Linked DNA regions of Ovis aries: region 1 is linked to region 2. A link is a contact called in public Hi-C data. All regions are on one chromosome and are shown on one strand. Each heading gives the region's core, a stretch centred on a gene start, on an enhancer-like site or on the middle of the called end of the contact. The rest is flanking DNA. Distances are from core to core; before and after follow the strand shown. Region 1 holds the start of TASOR (transcription activation suppressor). Region 2 holds the start of APPL1 (adaptor protein, phosphotyrosine interacting with PH domain and leucine zipper 1).

Region 1 (7,690 bases), core at 3,266-5,765, 470 kb after region 2:
AATATTTTCATTGTTTCAAAAATTCTTTCATATCCCCTTTGACTCAGTACCTCCTCACACACCTCCCTGCTACAGACACATAAGGGAACCACTGTTCTGACTTATTATCATGGACTATTTTTGTCTTGCCCTTGTACTTCATGCGAATGGAATCATGCAGTATATACTCTTGTGTCTGACTTATTTTCACTTAACATCATGCCTGTGAGATTCATTCATGGTATTACGTGTAACAGAAATCTTAGATGGGTTTGACTCAAATGACAAAAGTGGTGATCATTTTGTAATGTATAGAAATAGCGAATCACTATGTTGTACACCTGGAACTAACATAGTGTTGTAGGTCAATTGAAGTATATTCAATTAAAAAAAAAATCTTAGAAATGAAACCAAAACAAACCTTAGTAACAGCTCGTGACTCCTGGGTTTAGTTGAGATGTGTGGTTACGAGTCAGCTGTGTAACTGAAGGGCTACTCACATGCAAGCTCATCCCTAAGCTTATTCTTATTTCTAACTGAGGATTCCTTTTGTGCCTTCTCTTCTTTGCATGGACGTCTTTCCTCCCAGACATTAACCATGATGAACTTCAACCCAGTTTGTTGTCAGGGTCTTATACTTCCTTGGGACACTCCCAGGAAATACTTGCTCAGTGAGTAATATAAGTTCTTGGGGGGAAAGAAGGTGACTCTGTGGAAGAATTATTATTTTTGTAGCTCAAGCATAAGGGAAAGAATGGCAATTTCATGTCTTTAATGCATCTGAATAGGCAGTGGAGTTGTAGGTTTATAGCACTGACCTTATTCATAAAATGAATGAATTGAACTGATTTAATCTCCTTAAGGTTCTGTGAGTTGGATTAGTGGTGGTTTTGTTGAATGGCCTTATTTTTCTTGTGGATTAAAAAATTTTTTATTTACTTTTTAATTGAATGATAATTGCTTTATAGAATTTTGTTGGTTGACTGGCCTTTATTATCTTTCCCTGCTGCTGATCAATGGAAGCTTTAAAAAAAAAAAAACGGTCTCCTAGCTGTATGCTTGAAGCAGGTACTTGTGAGCATCAAATAGCATCTTTTACCTGGAAACAAAACATGAAATTGTTTACAAATGTTAAACACTGCTATTACAGTCAAATCTTTTTAGTGGCTTTGTTCACTTCAAAGGTATTGTTATTAATGCTTTTGTTTTTATGTGTGAATTCTGTAACTATAAAACTAGTTGATTTGATCAGCATCAGGGAGTTTCTAATTCCTCTGTTCTGAAACATAGGGATCCTTCTAGAATCTCTGTGTGGGCTTTCTGGATGATTTTTAAGATACTGCTGTTGCACTCTTGGTTGAAATATTGGGTAATAACAACAGCTTCCAGCATGATTTTCTATATATATATTTTTAATGTTTTAATTAAAAATTTATATTGAAATGTTTTTGATTTGCATTGTTATGTTAGTTTCTGGTATATTGCAAAGTGATTCAGCTATATATGTGTGTGTGTATGTGTATATACACATATATGTATGTATATACATACACTTTAGATTTCTTTTCCATGATAAATTATTATAAGATACTGAGTATAGTTCCCTGGCTATACAGTTGATCCTTGTTGGTTATCTGTTTTATATAGTGTGAATATTTAAATCCTGAAATCCTAATGTATTTCTCCCCTTCTCCCTTCTTTCAAAAATGTATTTTTTTTTAGTTGAGTGGTGCATTTTTAAAAGCTGTTTTATTTGGCTGCACTGGGCCAGGTCTGTGTTGTAACCTGAGAGATCTTTTAGTTATGGCATTCATCTGATTCCCTGACCAGGGATGGAAGCAGGGCCCCTGCGTTGGGAGTGCGGAATCTTAAGACACTGGACCACCAGGGAAGTCCCTCCTATTTTTAAAATGAAGAGTTGAACTGGATTTTTTTTTTTTTTTTCTGTTTTCAATGTAAAATGGCAATTGTGGTCCCTGCATATTTAGTTATATACTACCTCACCATTCTCTAGTTTATTTCTGCGGTGGTGTTTTGTCTGTTACTGAGGGTAGGGGACAATGTAGATTTAATGTCTTTTAACCTTTGGTAGCTCTTGCTTCAGAACCTTATATATTACTGGTATTACCCTTAACCCCCCAGCCCCATGGACATACTGAGTATCTGTTGATATATGCATATGGCTTCCTGGTGGCTCAGATAGTAAAGAATCTGCGTGCAATGTGGGAGACCTGGGTTCAATCCCTGGGTTGGGAAGATCCCTTGGAGAAGGAAATGGCACCCCACTCCAGTACTCTTGCCTAGAAAATCCCGTGGATGGAGGGGCCTGGTGGGCTATAGTCCACGGGGTCTCAAGGAGTCAGATACAACTGAGCGACTTCACATTAATGAATCAACAACAAAATTACCTTTTAGAGATCCTAACACCTGAGTTTCTGATCTCCTGCAGCCTCTACTATCAAGTAAAGCCTTTTCTTCCCAACTTCGAGGGCAACTTTTAACTTAAAATAACATAGCATTTTTGTGTCAGCTTGGCCCTAGTATTTTTATCAGTATTTTAAAATGTTTTTACATTAACTATTTACGAAGAAGAATAATTGTTTTATATTATACTCACTTTCCTATGATATACTGAGCTTATTCAAATAGGCTGGGCAAGTCATGAGCAGCTTTTCTTATAAGCTGTGAAACAGATATATTTATCACAGGACATTGGAATCCAATTTTGCTATTGTCCTTAGGAATGCTCTTTTAGCAGCAGCCACCGGCAAGGCCCAGGGTTTTATTATCATTAAACATTTAGTCAGTCAACACCTGGAGTTTGAGCATAGAGATATGGGTCCCAATGCTGATCCTACTGCTTGGAGATGGAGCAAAATGTCAATCCTCATTTCTCCATATATAAAATGCATAAAGATACCTCTAGAGCTGCTGTGAATATTAGATCTTAAGAGAAGCAGGCAGTGGGAGGGTTGTTCAAGAGGGAGGGGACATAAGTATACCTATGGCTGATTCATTTTTATGTATGGCAGAAACCAATAGAATATTGTAAAGTAATTATCCTCCAGTTAAAAGTTTAAAAAAAAAAAAAAAGGCAAGGGCTAGTACTTTATTTAGAGCTAAATAGACCTGGCTTCAGATTCTCACTTTATTAAAATTTGTTCTGTCTTGCAACATTTTATCTATCTATATAGTTGATTTACAACTGTAGTAAATGAACTGTAGTTGATTTACAGATTCTTCTCTATAATAGGTTACAAGATATTGAATTCCATGTGCTATACAGTAAATACTTCTTGTTTATCTATTTGATATATATAGTGAAAGTGAAGTCGCTCAGTCGTGTCCGGCTCTTTGTGACCCCATGGACTGTAGCCTACCAGGCTCCTCCTTCCCTGGGATTCTCCAGGCAAGAGTACTGGAGTGGGTTGCCATTTCCTTCTCCAGGGGATCTTCCCGACCCAGGGATCGAACCCAGGTCTCCCGCATTACAGGCAGACGCTTTAAACCTCTGAGCTGCCAAGTGTGTTTCTATTAATCCCATACTCCTAACTGCAACACTTATTTTAAATAGTGCATAATAGCATCTTCCTAACATCTGTTGTGAGGATTTAATGTACATAGTATACATAAATCGCTAGGTACAGTGCCTAGCATATAGAAAGAATGTAAGAAATAATTTCTGTATTCACCATGGCCCAAATAGTTTCAACCTAACCAGCCAAAGCTATTTAAAAGGTCTTCTAACTTGACTGTCTAGTTGTTTTAAGGTAAAACGATCGCTTGCTGTATATCTTTTAACGTAGCTGCAAATGTTTGTATTTTTCTTTAATATACACTAGCTATAGGAAAACTGAAACAGCAATGGAAAATCTAAAAGCCGGCAGCCCTTCTCAAGCTCCCCAGAACCAAATCCTGTTAACATTAGGCTGTGAAGTCAAATCAAAGGACCAAGGAATTTACAGCTTGCTGGAGGCGTGCCACCTTTTCTAACCCTTATAGATAAAAATAGGGGGGTGGGTGGGAGTAATCTGTTGTAAAAATGTAAGATCCAGTGGGAATAACAGGTCACTGAAGCGGGCCCCCGTGGCTTTCAGGCTCTTATCGCTGCAGTCACTATCATATCACCACTTCAAGCCTTTATATGCATGCAAATATTTCACAAAGCCGGAATCATCCCACAACCACTGCCTCTATTCGGTTCTGGCCGATGCAAGTCGTGCGCGGAGAAGAGAGGTAATCTTGCCCGGAAAGAGGCGACGCCTGCGTTCCCAGGACTTGGCACAGCACGCCTCCCTCGCCTGCAGCACTGGCCGAACGCGCTCCGGGATCTCGCAGCTCGCCATGAGACCCACCTAACCCGCAGCCGGGAGCGGCGTCGAGGTACTCGTCGGGCGTTGCGGTTGCCCCTTTTGGCGGGCTCCGGCGCTCCGAGACTCCGCCCGCTGGCGCCGTCTATCCGCACCCGCGGAGGCGGGCGCCGCGTCTTCATTGGCGGAGCGCTCCGTGATGGCCCCGCCCCCTCCAGGCCCCGACGCCAGCACGTTGAGTGGCGGGGGCCGGCTGAAGAACTGCCCGAGCGAGGAGCGGCTCCCGGGGCCGGGAGGCACGGTTGGGGCGCCCGCTTTAGGGCCCCCGAGAGGCTGCTGGGCGGGGATAGCGGCCCGCGGCCACGGGGGGAAGGGGGTCGGTGGGCTGAGAGCAGCTTGGCGGCGAGGCCGGCCTGCCGCCCCTTCCCCCCACCCCCGTCGACCTTGTCGGCCGAAGCTTCCCGGAGCTCCTCACGCCGGCGAGATGGCGACTGCTGCGGAGGCGGAGGTCTCTCCGCCGACGGACGCGAACTGGGAAAGTGGCGGCGGCGGCGGAGACGACGAGATGAAGCAGACGCTTCCGGAGCTTGAGTCCTCCCCACAAAATGGCGGCGGCCTCAGCATCGCGGAGCCCGGCGGCGGCGCCGGGCCTGAGGAGACCGCGGCTTCCGAGGCCGCCCCGAGCCTCTGCCACGAGCAGCCTCAGGACTCCTCTGAGGCGGGCGCGGCTGCACTGCCCAAAGGCCCCGAAGAGCCCGAAAGACCCATTAGGAGGAGTTTTCAGATCCCCAGGAAGAGCAGAGAAAAGAAAGGTGGTGCTTCCCCTCTTTCCCAACCCCTCTTTCTCTCTCCCCTCCATCTTTTCATTAGAACCTCTCTGTCTCCTTCCCACACCCATCCGAGACACGTAAACACGCATGCAGCGCCAGCCGCCTCTCCCCTCAGCCTCGGCCGCCCAGCTGCTGCGCTTGGTGCGAGAGGAAAGCGGTGGAATCACGCTCCCTGCTCCCCCTCTCCCCGTGGAAGTTGGAAGTAGCCGTTTCGAAGCTTGTCCGTAAGGCTGCAGCTCCCAGAGAGGAAAGATGGTGCTCGGCGCCCCTCCTTCCCAGCCCCTGAAGGCAGAGAAGCTGATGTGTCCTCCTCTAAAGATGCTTCTGAGACGTCTCAATGTGGAAATAACCCGTGGCCATGGATTCTGGGGCTTTCTCCAAGGCCATTGCATTGCGAGGACCACAAGTGCTTCTCCCTGTGGAAATTCTTCAGCTCTATGTCTACTTGAAATTTGATCGATGTCAGCGTCTTCCCTTGTTTAGAAATCTCCGTTAGATGTGATTCATGCACACTGCCTTTTTCCATCACACTTCATTTCCATGTAGTTTTTTTGTCCCCCGCCCTGTTTTTGAAGCGCTAGATAGGGCTCTTTTTAAATCCAAGCCTTAGTTTGTTTTTTGTTGTATCTGAAAAGATGGGGAAGGTAGGTTCTTGGTGCAGTAATTTCCCTATGAAAAAAACAGAGGTCTTTTGCCCAAGAGTCACCGACTTGATTTTGCAAATGAGAGAACTTCATGAAAAAAATTTTTGAGAGATCCAGTCTGGTTCGTGGAACAAAAATGGGAAGTTACATTAACAACGTATTAACAGCATTACGTTTCTAAAATTTTATGCCATACTGTGACACCTTTCTCATCGAGGAAATTACCATTTTCTGTTTTTAGAATACAATTTTTGACCATCCAGTGATTTGGGGTCCTCTGCCTGGATTTAGTCAATTTAAAGCAGGGTTGTTTTTTTTTCCTGTTTTAGTGCGTGGTTCCGTTTTTCAGATTTACTTTGAAAAGTAATAGGAATTTTCTTATTTGTAGGAAACGTTTTTTATTTGTAGCTTGAGTCTTGGTAAAGAGAATCTTGAATGAAGCATGTGCTTCCTGTCTGCACGTGCACAACCGCTACATTTGCACAACTGAAATTGGTAGCCTTTTGTCAGTAAGATACGGACAAAAAAGTCAAGTTGTTAATTTCTGTTTGGATGAGAATGCCAAGGGAATTCTTGGTGTGAGAAACCAGGCTGAGAAAGATGAAGTTAAGTCCGCTAGCATGAGGACTGTTTCTAGAAATATCTTTTGAGTTAATGTAATAGATGTCAGGGTTCAAGAGGATTCTTTAAGGGTCAGGATCCATCAATTCTTTTGGTTTATTTAGTTAAGATGTATAGTCAATATGAGGAAAATTATATTTCAGCCTAAATTATAAATTGGTAGAGAATAGGTTAAGAGTAGATTTAGATGGGCTTTTGATTGTAACGTTGAAATAGCAGCTTGAACTTTTTCCTTTTTAAATTTTTTTTAGCTTGATAACAGTTTTGCAGTCCGTTTTCTAAAAAGTTTTAACCAAAACATAAGGCATGATGTACCTCATTTTAACTTCTCATAGGACCAGAAAATTGGCCTAAAACCCCTGTTCTGTTTGAAATGTGGGATGGCACTAGGAACTGTTGGCTAGTGTGTGTATGGTTTTTTTTTTAATATGTCCAGAGGCTGCTCTAAAATAGATTTCATTGGAACACACTAAAAGATATACTTGAGGAATTAAGAAGTATAAAACCTCATTTTCTCCCCAGAGTCTCATGCTCCCTTGGGGAAAATTGGTATTTTCCATTTTCACTTAGAGGCAGAGGCTGTTACCTTTCTCCTCTCTGGAAGGTTTTGGTAAGGAAAATATAACGTAAACTTTTTTCATGTTTAATGAAAATGAATGATTTTTAACTTATGTAAATAGTTTTACACTGAGCAGCAGCTGTTCAAATAGTGCAATAGAAATTTAAATAGAGCTTTTAAAACTTAATTACCATCGTGGACTTCATCCTACCCAACGTGAAGGGAATTAATACTTGGTGATGGAATTTCATAGAAAAATTCAACTTTTCATTTAAAAACAGCTTTATCAGAAACAGTTCAGCAGGTTCTGCTAGTTTCCCACTTGATCCCCAAATAATACCCTCTTGGAAGACTTGAAAGGTAACACTTGTGTATAGAATTTGGCTAGGTGTTCATGCTGGTCATCTGAGTCTTTTATCATGAATATGAGATACCTCTTTTTAAAAAATTTTTTAAAATATTTATTTATCTGTTTGGCTGTGGCAGCTCTTAGTTGTAGCATGTGAACTCTTAGTTGTAGTATGTGGGATCTATTTCCCTGACCAGGAATCGAACCCAGGCCCCCAGCATTGGGAGCCTGTAGTTTTAGCCACTGGACCACCAGGGAAGTCCCTGTATACCTCTTGAACTTTTCTGTATCAAGGATTCTGTTGCATTCCTATTTTAATATGGCAGGACTTTGCTTGTGACTGCTTTTCCAGTAAAAATAAAGATTAGGACTTCTTGGTAGCTTAAAGACAAACTTTT
Region 2 (7,589 bases), core at 3,759-6,258:
TTTAAAGATTATATCTGTTCTTACTAAACAGAAAGTTTCTGACTTAAAAACAATATGTAAACGTGGATAAGGTATCTAGTATAGGCTTCAGATTTCCTACTTCAACAAATGCTATCTTTTGCAGAATGGTCCAATTTGAGGAAGATAAACTTAAAAATGTTTTTGTTCAATTATCTGGATTTGGACTTGCAAATATACCTATTTTAATAGTTATTGTAAAGTAAAACTAAAAAGAGGGGCTTCCCAGGTGGCACTAGTGGTAAAGAACCCACCTGTCAATGTAGGAGACGTAAAAGAACAAAGTTTAATCCCTGGGTCGGGAAGAACCCTAGGTGGCATGGCAGCCGACGCTAGAATTCTTGCCTGGAGAATCCATGCACAGAGAAGCCTGGCAGGCTACAGTCCATAGGGTCGCAAAGAGTCGGAGATGACTGAAGCAACTTAGCACACACAACAAAACTAAAAATAGTAACTGTAATTCAGGGTAGTCCTTCACAACTTCCAAGTTCTGTTTTATATAGCAGTTGGCAGGCCACGTTTGATTAGGATTAAATAATCTAATAAATACATCTATATCAGGAGCTTTAAAAATTTTCCTCCTTTCTGTTATCAACTTCTTAGACTCTATGCTAGATAAATCCTATAAAATGACACTGTACAGGAGACAGGGATCAAGACCATCCCCAAGGAAAAGAAATGCAAAAAAGCAAAATGGCTGTCTGACGAGGCCTTACAAATAGCTGTGAAAAGAAGAGAAGTGAAAAGCAAAGGAGAAAGGAAAGATATACCCATTTGAATGCAGAGTTCCAAAGAATAGCAAGGAGAGAAAAGAAAGCCTTCCTCAGTGATCAATACAAAGAAATAGAGGAAAACAATAGAATGGGAAAGACTAAAGAACTCTTCACCAAAATTAGAGATACCAAGAAAACATTTCATGCAAAGATGGGCTCAATGAAGGACAGAAATGGGATGGACCTAACAAAAGCAGAAGATACAAAAAAGATCTTCTCGACCCAGATAATCACAATGGTATGACCACTCACTGAGAGCCAGACATCCTGGAATGTGAAGTCAAGTGGGCCTTAGAAAGCATCACTTAGAAAGCTTTGTTCATCAAAGCTGGTGGAGGTGATGGCATTCCAGTTGAGCTATTTCAAATCCTGAAAGATGATGCTGTCAAAGTGCTGCACTCAATATGTCAGCTAATATGGAAAATGCAGCAGTGGCCACAGGACTGGAAAAGGTCAGTTTTCATTTCAATCCCAAAGAAAGGCAATGCCAAAGAATGCTCAAATTACTGCACAATTGCACTCATCTCACATGCTAGTAAAGTAATGCTCAAAATTCTCAAACCAAGGCTTTAACAATACGTGAACCATGAACTTCCAGATGTTCAAGCTGGTTTTAGAAAAGGCAGAGGAGCCAGATATCAAATTGCCAACATCCACTGGATCTTCAAAAAAGCAAGAGAGTTCCAGAAAAACATTTATTTCTGCTTTATTAACTATACAAAAGCTTCTGGCTGTGTGGATCACAATAAACTGTGGAAAATTCTGAAAGAGATGGGAATGCCAGACCACCTGACCTGCCTCTTGAGAAACCCGCATACAGGTCAGGAAGCAAGTTAGAACTGGACATGGAACAACAGACTGGTTCCAAATTGGGAAAGGAGTACGTCAAAGCTGTATATTGTCACCCTGCTTATTTAACTTATATGCAGAGTACATCAAGGGAAACACTGGGCTAGATGAAGCACAAGCTGGAATCAAGATTGCTGGGAGAAATATCAATAACCTCAGATACGCAGATGACACCACCCTTATGGCAGAAAGTGAAGAAGAACTAAAGAGCCTCTTTTTTTTTTTTTTCTAAAGAGCCTCTTGATGAAAGTGAAAGAGGAGAGTGAAAAAGTTGGCTTAAAGCTCAACATTCAGAAAACTAAGATCATGGCATCTGGTCCCATCACTTCATGACAAATAGATGGGGAAACAGTGGAAAACTTTATTTTGGGGGGCTCCAAAATCACTGCAGATGGTGACTTCAGCCATGAAATTAAAAGACGCTTACTCCTTGGAAGGAAAGTTATGACCAATCTAGACAGCATATTCAAAAGCAGAGACATTACTTTGCCAACAAGGCTACGGTTTTTCCAGTGTCATGTATAGATGTGAGAGTTGGACTATAAAGAAAACTGAGCGCCGAAGAACTGATGGTTTTGAACTGTGGTGTTGGAGAAGACTCTTGAGAGTCCCTTGGACTGCAAGGAAATCCAACCAGTCCATCCTAAAGGAGGTCAGTCCTGGGTGTTCATTGGAAGGATCGATGTTGAAGCTGAAACTCCAATACTTTGGCCACCTGATGTGAAGAGCTGACTCACTTGAAAAGATCCTGATGCTGGGAAAGATTGAAAGCGGGAGGAGAAGGGGATGACAGAAGATGAGATGGTTGGATGGCATCACTGACTCAATAGACAGGAATATGAGTAAACTCTGGGAGTTGGCAATGGGCAGGGAGGCCTGGCATGCTGTAGTCCATGGGGTCGTAAAGAGTTGGACATGACTGAGCGACTGACCTGAACTGATGCTAGATAAACAGTCTAGAGAAGAACAAAAATTTATATCCCAAAGCATTAATCTGAGCTCTCTATATAAACTACAAAAGTACAACAGGACAACCATATTAAGCCAGTCAAGGAAACACACGACCTTTGAGTTGTTTATTCAGTATGTGATAATGTGTGAAGATACTTAAGTTATCATGTGTAGTTAGAGCCAAATAAAAATCATTATACACAATATAATCTCAATCACATTAAAAGGTGTAAGAGAAAGGAAAAAAACCCACAAAAAAGAAAGCAAAGCATTAACAGAGTTTACTCCCGAGTGCTGGACAGGTAATTGTGCTTTCTGTACCTTTAATTTTTCTGAAGCAAACAACTATTATTTTTATAATCAAGTACAAAGACTAAAATTTCACTATCTATAACAGCTGAAATTTAGAGAGTTAAGTGACTTGCCATAAAGTAGAAGGTACCAACTGGCAGTAAAGACTATATCCTAAATCCCAAATCCAGGGCTTTCATTCTTGCCACAAGTTTTCTCCTAGAATCGCTTCCCAGTGTTTTCCCTTTCTAAATCCCAGTTGTCCCAATTAACTTTCCCAAATAAATATTAACTAGTTCAGATTTATTACTTCTAGAAATTGAAAGACTATCAATGTGGCTCTTTCATTAAAAATTAATACTAATATGGCACATGCTTGTAAAAAACAGAAAAAAAATACAAAAACCTAATGCTCAAGTTGTAAACTTACTGTGTGAAAAAATCAAGAAATTAGATAAGTTAACATTATACCCTCCTCATAAGTCATGGCTAAGGGCACTGTGAAACCCATTCTGGGCAGTCTTTATGAGCAGCTATAAAAGCCAGGCCAGGGAAGAGAAGAAAGGTAAGGCAGCCTGTTGAGTCTTATAAAAAAGTAAAACGACAAAGTGTACCTGACCAATGCATCCCACAAAATTTTTGCTAAACATCTGAAACAAATGTAGCTTATAACTTTATACTACGGAAGTCATTAAATATTTGAACTGGCTATTATTCTGGCAGTCAAAATAAGCCAAGTCGGTCTCTCTTTGTGTCAGTATAGGCTGATAAGAGTACATTACCAGCAGGGATCGGGCCTGTGAAGATAACTTTCAGCGTAAAAAAAAGCCCAATCAATTCTACAATCAGAGCCCAACTCCAACCTGGCAGTCAAAACTAGCACCATATCCATGGCAGACAAGTCATACAGGAAAGTGGGATCTAGCCTCTCCCTCCTGTTCTTCTGGAGTCATTTAAACCATTAAGACACAGGAAATATCTGCAACTGTAGTTCTAAATGAACATTTCAGAAAACTGTCTTCATTCTAAGTGGTAGCCCAAGAGCAACTTCGTCTCGAATCCCTTATTGTGTAAGAAGACAGGCCCAGGGATGAAGTTTCTCAGCCCAAGTTTCAGCCCCTACTAGCATGTTTTTTTTTTAACATAGCTGATTTCATTCTTCAGCACTGAAAACATAAGTCCCTGTTACGTCTTCCTATCTTAAGGAAGAGACTATCTTAAGCTAGAGCAACCACACCAGCATCATCCCCAATGCACAAAACATGGGGCTTTTATTTTGATGAGTTTACTAGAGCCAAGTCTGCAACCCGGGCGCAGCAGTCGTGGAGCCGCAAAGGCGCCGTCCACCTCTCGGCATGCACGGCCCGAGTGACAGCGGCTGCACTCAGGGTCACGACGCTCGGCCGGGAGGCTCCGGGATCCGTGACGGGCTTCGCCGACGGCTTTCCGCGCGGGCTAATCAACAGACTTTCAGTATTTTTCCCTCAAAATTGTCCATTTCCTTCCCTAGCTTGATCAGAAATCATTAAGTCTACAGGGTCGTTTTTCCTCCTGCATTTCCTCCGAAGAGGTTTTCGAAAAGAAAATTCCAGGATCTGGATTTATCACCTCACATCACGGCAATTAAAAAGCATCTTTTGTCAAATACCAGGGAGCCCCGGGCGCGTAGCGACCGCCGGGCCCATCAGCCACGGCGGCGGCGGTTTGGTCGCCGCCCGCCGACTCCCAGACCCCGAGCGCGGCTCTCGGCCCAGCGACGCAGGCCCACGCGGGCCTCGGGAGGGCGGCCCGGCCTCGGCAGCTCCGGGCGCCGCCCGCGACCGGCAGGGATACTGGGGGGCGGCGCCCACCTGGGCCAGGGCGGGCACCTGCGGCCGCGGCGGGGCCAGGCCTGGAATCTGCCAGCCCCGCTCCTTCCCTCGCCTCCCGCCGCCTAACCTGTGGGCTGTCCTCCAGCGTCTCCTCGATGGGCAGCTTGTCGATCCCCGGCATCGTGGCAAACGGAGGGCGGCGGCAAGAGACGAGGCGGCCGCCCACAGCTCCCCGCACCCGCCCGCCTGCAGCAGCTGACCCCGACCCGCCCTCTCTCGCTGGCTCCACCGCCCTCGCCGGGCGCCGAGCGGCCGCGCGATGGCGCGGGAAATCCCGCCCCGCCGGCCTGCCTGCTCCGCCTCCCTGCCCGCTCATTGGCTCACGACGACGCCCGTCAGCGCAGCGGGGCTAGCCCGGAGGTTCCTTCGCTGCTCCCGGCTCCGCTGAGATGCAGGGACTTGGAGGAGGCGAAGGCGGCTGAGGCGGCCTTCTTTGCGCACCTCGACACCTACCCTTCGCGAGCGATTGGCTATAAATCGTAGGGGACCGTCTTACCTCAGCAAAGCGTGCGTCTCCTGGAACCAGAGCTTCGAGTGAGGACCGTTCTGGGGAAATTGGGGCTGTTTTACTTCTCCCTCAACGTTTTTCGTCAGAGACCACGAAAGAGGCCTCTCTGCAGGCGCCTTTAGTTTCCAAAGATTATAACCTTCTCAACTGCCCGCAGTGTCCAGTCTCCCCTCTCCAGCAAAATGGTGCTGGCTAACTCAGATATCTGCGAGATTAGCTGTGTTGTTAACTTGGCTTTCTGGTAAATTCGTGGATAGTAGACTCGAAAAGAATTTTTTCTGAGCACTTGGGTATCAATATATGCATTGAAAAACCCGACTTTGCTGCCAATTCATCAGTTCTTAGCTGTCCTTGAGAGACTGACATGCCGCAATTCAGACTTCCATATTTCTTATTAATCATAAGTGAAAATATCTTTTTAAAGTCAGGGTACACTGATTTATTATGTTAGTAACTGATTTTAGCATTTCTGTTAAAGTTTTGGAAGAATATTTAAATAGCTTCTTCAGCATCTAACTTTTTTTTAATAAGAGAGATAAGGTGAGCTGTACTTCTAGAACTTGATCTGGATTAGAACTCCTGCCTCTTTTGTCCATCTTTGTGTCCAGATTCTTCATGGAAGAATCTTTATACAGAGAAAATGGCAGAATTACTAGTGTCTTGTAAATACCTAGCCATTAATCCCACTAGTCCATCCCATTTTCATTCAAGAAATATAAGAAATGCCGAATAAAGACTATTAGTTGCCCAGTTCCACAGATAAATTGGAATGAATCCAGGTACGGTGGAACAAATCCAAATACAGTAACTGGAATGGAAGTTACTTTAAAATACGAGATTTTCCCAGAATCTCTTAAAGGAAAAATCAAATTTAAAAAGTTTTCCCAAGTAGACTTGCAATGTAGTTTCATGGGATTATTCATAGCTTTCAATAACTTTGAGTAAGGGCTCTCCCCTTAAATTGTTTATCAGCGAGTCACTCTGTATATGAGATCTTTAGTTTCTGAAAGGTAGTTTGGAGTCAGTTCCTACAGTGTTACTGGTTGCCAGCTGCTTGAAAGTACCTGGCATCGGCATGGTACAGATCTCAGCAGCACAACTCTGGCCTTGGACATTTCTTGTCTACTCTATCAGCACAGTGGCATGCAACCTGACTCTGAATTAAGAAGACTTTCACAGTAAGTGACATTCTTGGTTGAACTGTGATTAGATTGTAAGTGAAGGAAAAGAAAGTTAGTGACAATTGATGAGAATCAGGAGTAAGTGACAAATGGAAAAAAAGTGTAAGAAAGAAGAGTAATTATACGGTGTAACTGAAGTTTGGCGTTTTGGCCAAGCTAAATAATTCCAATGAAAAATTATCTTAGGTATCTGAATTACCTGGGTGGGGTATTATCAAGTTAAATGGTTTCCTTTTTTGTATGTTCCATGCTTCTAAACTGTATTTTTGTAAAGGGTTCTCAAGAGGCTATTATATTATCAGAGAGGAGCAAGGAATTCTTCCTGGGTTCAACTGATTAAAAAACAAACAAAAACAAGTTGACTATTCAGTTGTGTGGAGAGGCAGTTCAGTCAAATTATAAAACTAGAAAGACTCTTAAAAGGCTTTCTACTTGGATTCTGTAGCTTTAAGCTATTATTCAGTCTGCTCATCCAGAAAAATAATTGTATTTCCTATTTTAAAACACGCCTGAAGTTGCAAGATTGCAGTTTCCTTTGATAGCTAGTATAAGTTTAATTAGCCTAAGTTCTGTACAGTTGACCAAACTCGATTTCTTTTATAGAGGAAATGAGGCTTGTTCAGAGTATGCCTCAGGGGTTCCTAGAGACTCACGTGTGGGTAGTAAAAAAAAAAACTTTGGCCAGCTAGTTAATTTTATGGAAGGCGAGGCAGGATTAAATGACATCCGCCAAAGAATTCACTGAGACGTTTCACACATATAATTTACAATAAAAAGATGTACAGTTTGGTAAGTAGATTTGTTAATTATTAGTCTCTTAAAATTATATTTGATCTTCTTATAATTAGGTTTTTACATGATACTTCTTGAAGTTCTGGTCTGTGGTATTATAGGAAAGAATCCAATAACCAAAATGACACTCGTGTTTTATTTTTTAAAATGATCCCCCTAGGTTAGTGGTTACCAAACTTACGCACACATAAAAGTCATCTGGGGGAGGTTGTTAGAATACAGATTATCCTATCTTCAGCCCAGCAGAAGAGTCTGATGCCATTGGTCAGAGGTAGGGCTGGGAATCTTGCAGGTGAGTCCAAAGCAGCTCATCCTCAAACCGCATGTTGAAAATCTCTCTCTAGAATGGAAGATA

Evidence for each region. A called contact is a pair of places that touch in the nucleus more often than the background predicts.
Region 1: a Hi-C map of skin fibroblasts shows a contact between it and region 2, with 1.7 times the contacts expected there. The contact joins the promoter of TASOR here to the promoter of APPL1 in region 2. A contact is called at or near these places in 3 of 16 Hi-C or Micro-C datasets (skin fibroblasts and tail adipose tissue).

The regions. Positions count from the first base shown.
Region 1 is chr19:44,437,110-44,444,799 of ARS-UI_Ramb_v3.0, forward strand. TASOR (transcription activation suppressor) reads left to right here and starts at 4,516. Exons shown (of 24, transcript XM_027958265.2): 1 at 4,516-5,101. The coding sequence starts at 4,774.
Region 2 is chr19:43,970,233-43,977,821 of ARS-UI_Ramb_v3.0, forward strand. APPL1 (adaptor protein, phosphotyrosine interacting with PH domain and leucine zipper 1) reads right to left here and starts at 5,009. Exons shown (of 22, transcript XM_027958257.3): 1 at 4,821-5,009. The coding sequence starts at 4,874. It overlaps HESX1 (HESX homeobox 1), which reads left to right and starts at 5,131. Exons shown (of 6, transcript XM_042236046.1): 1 at 5,131-5,287.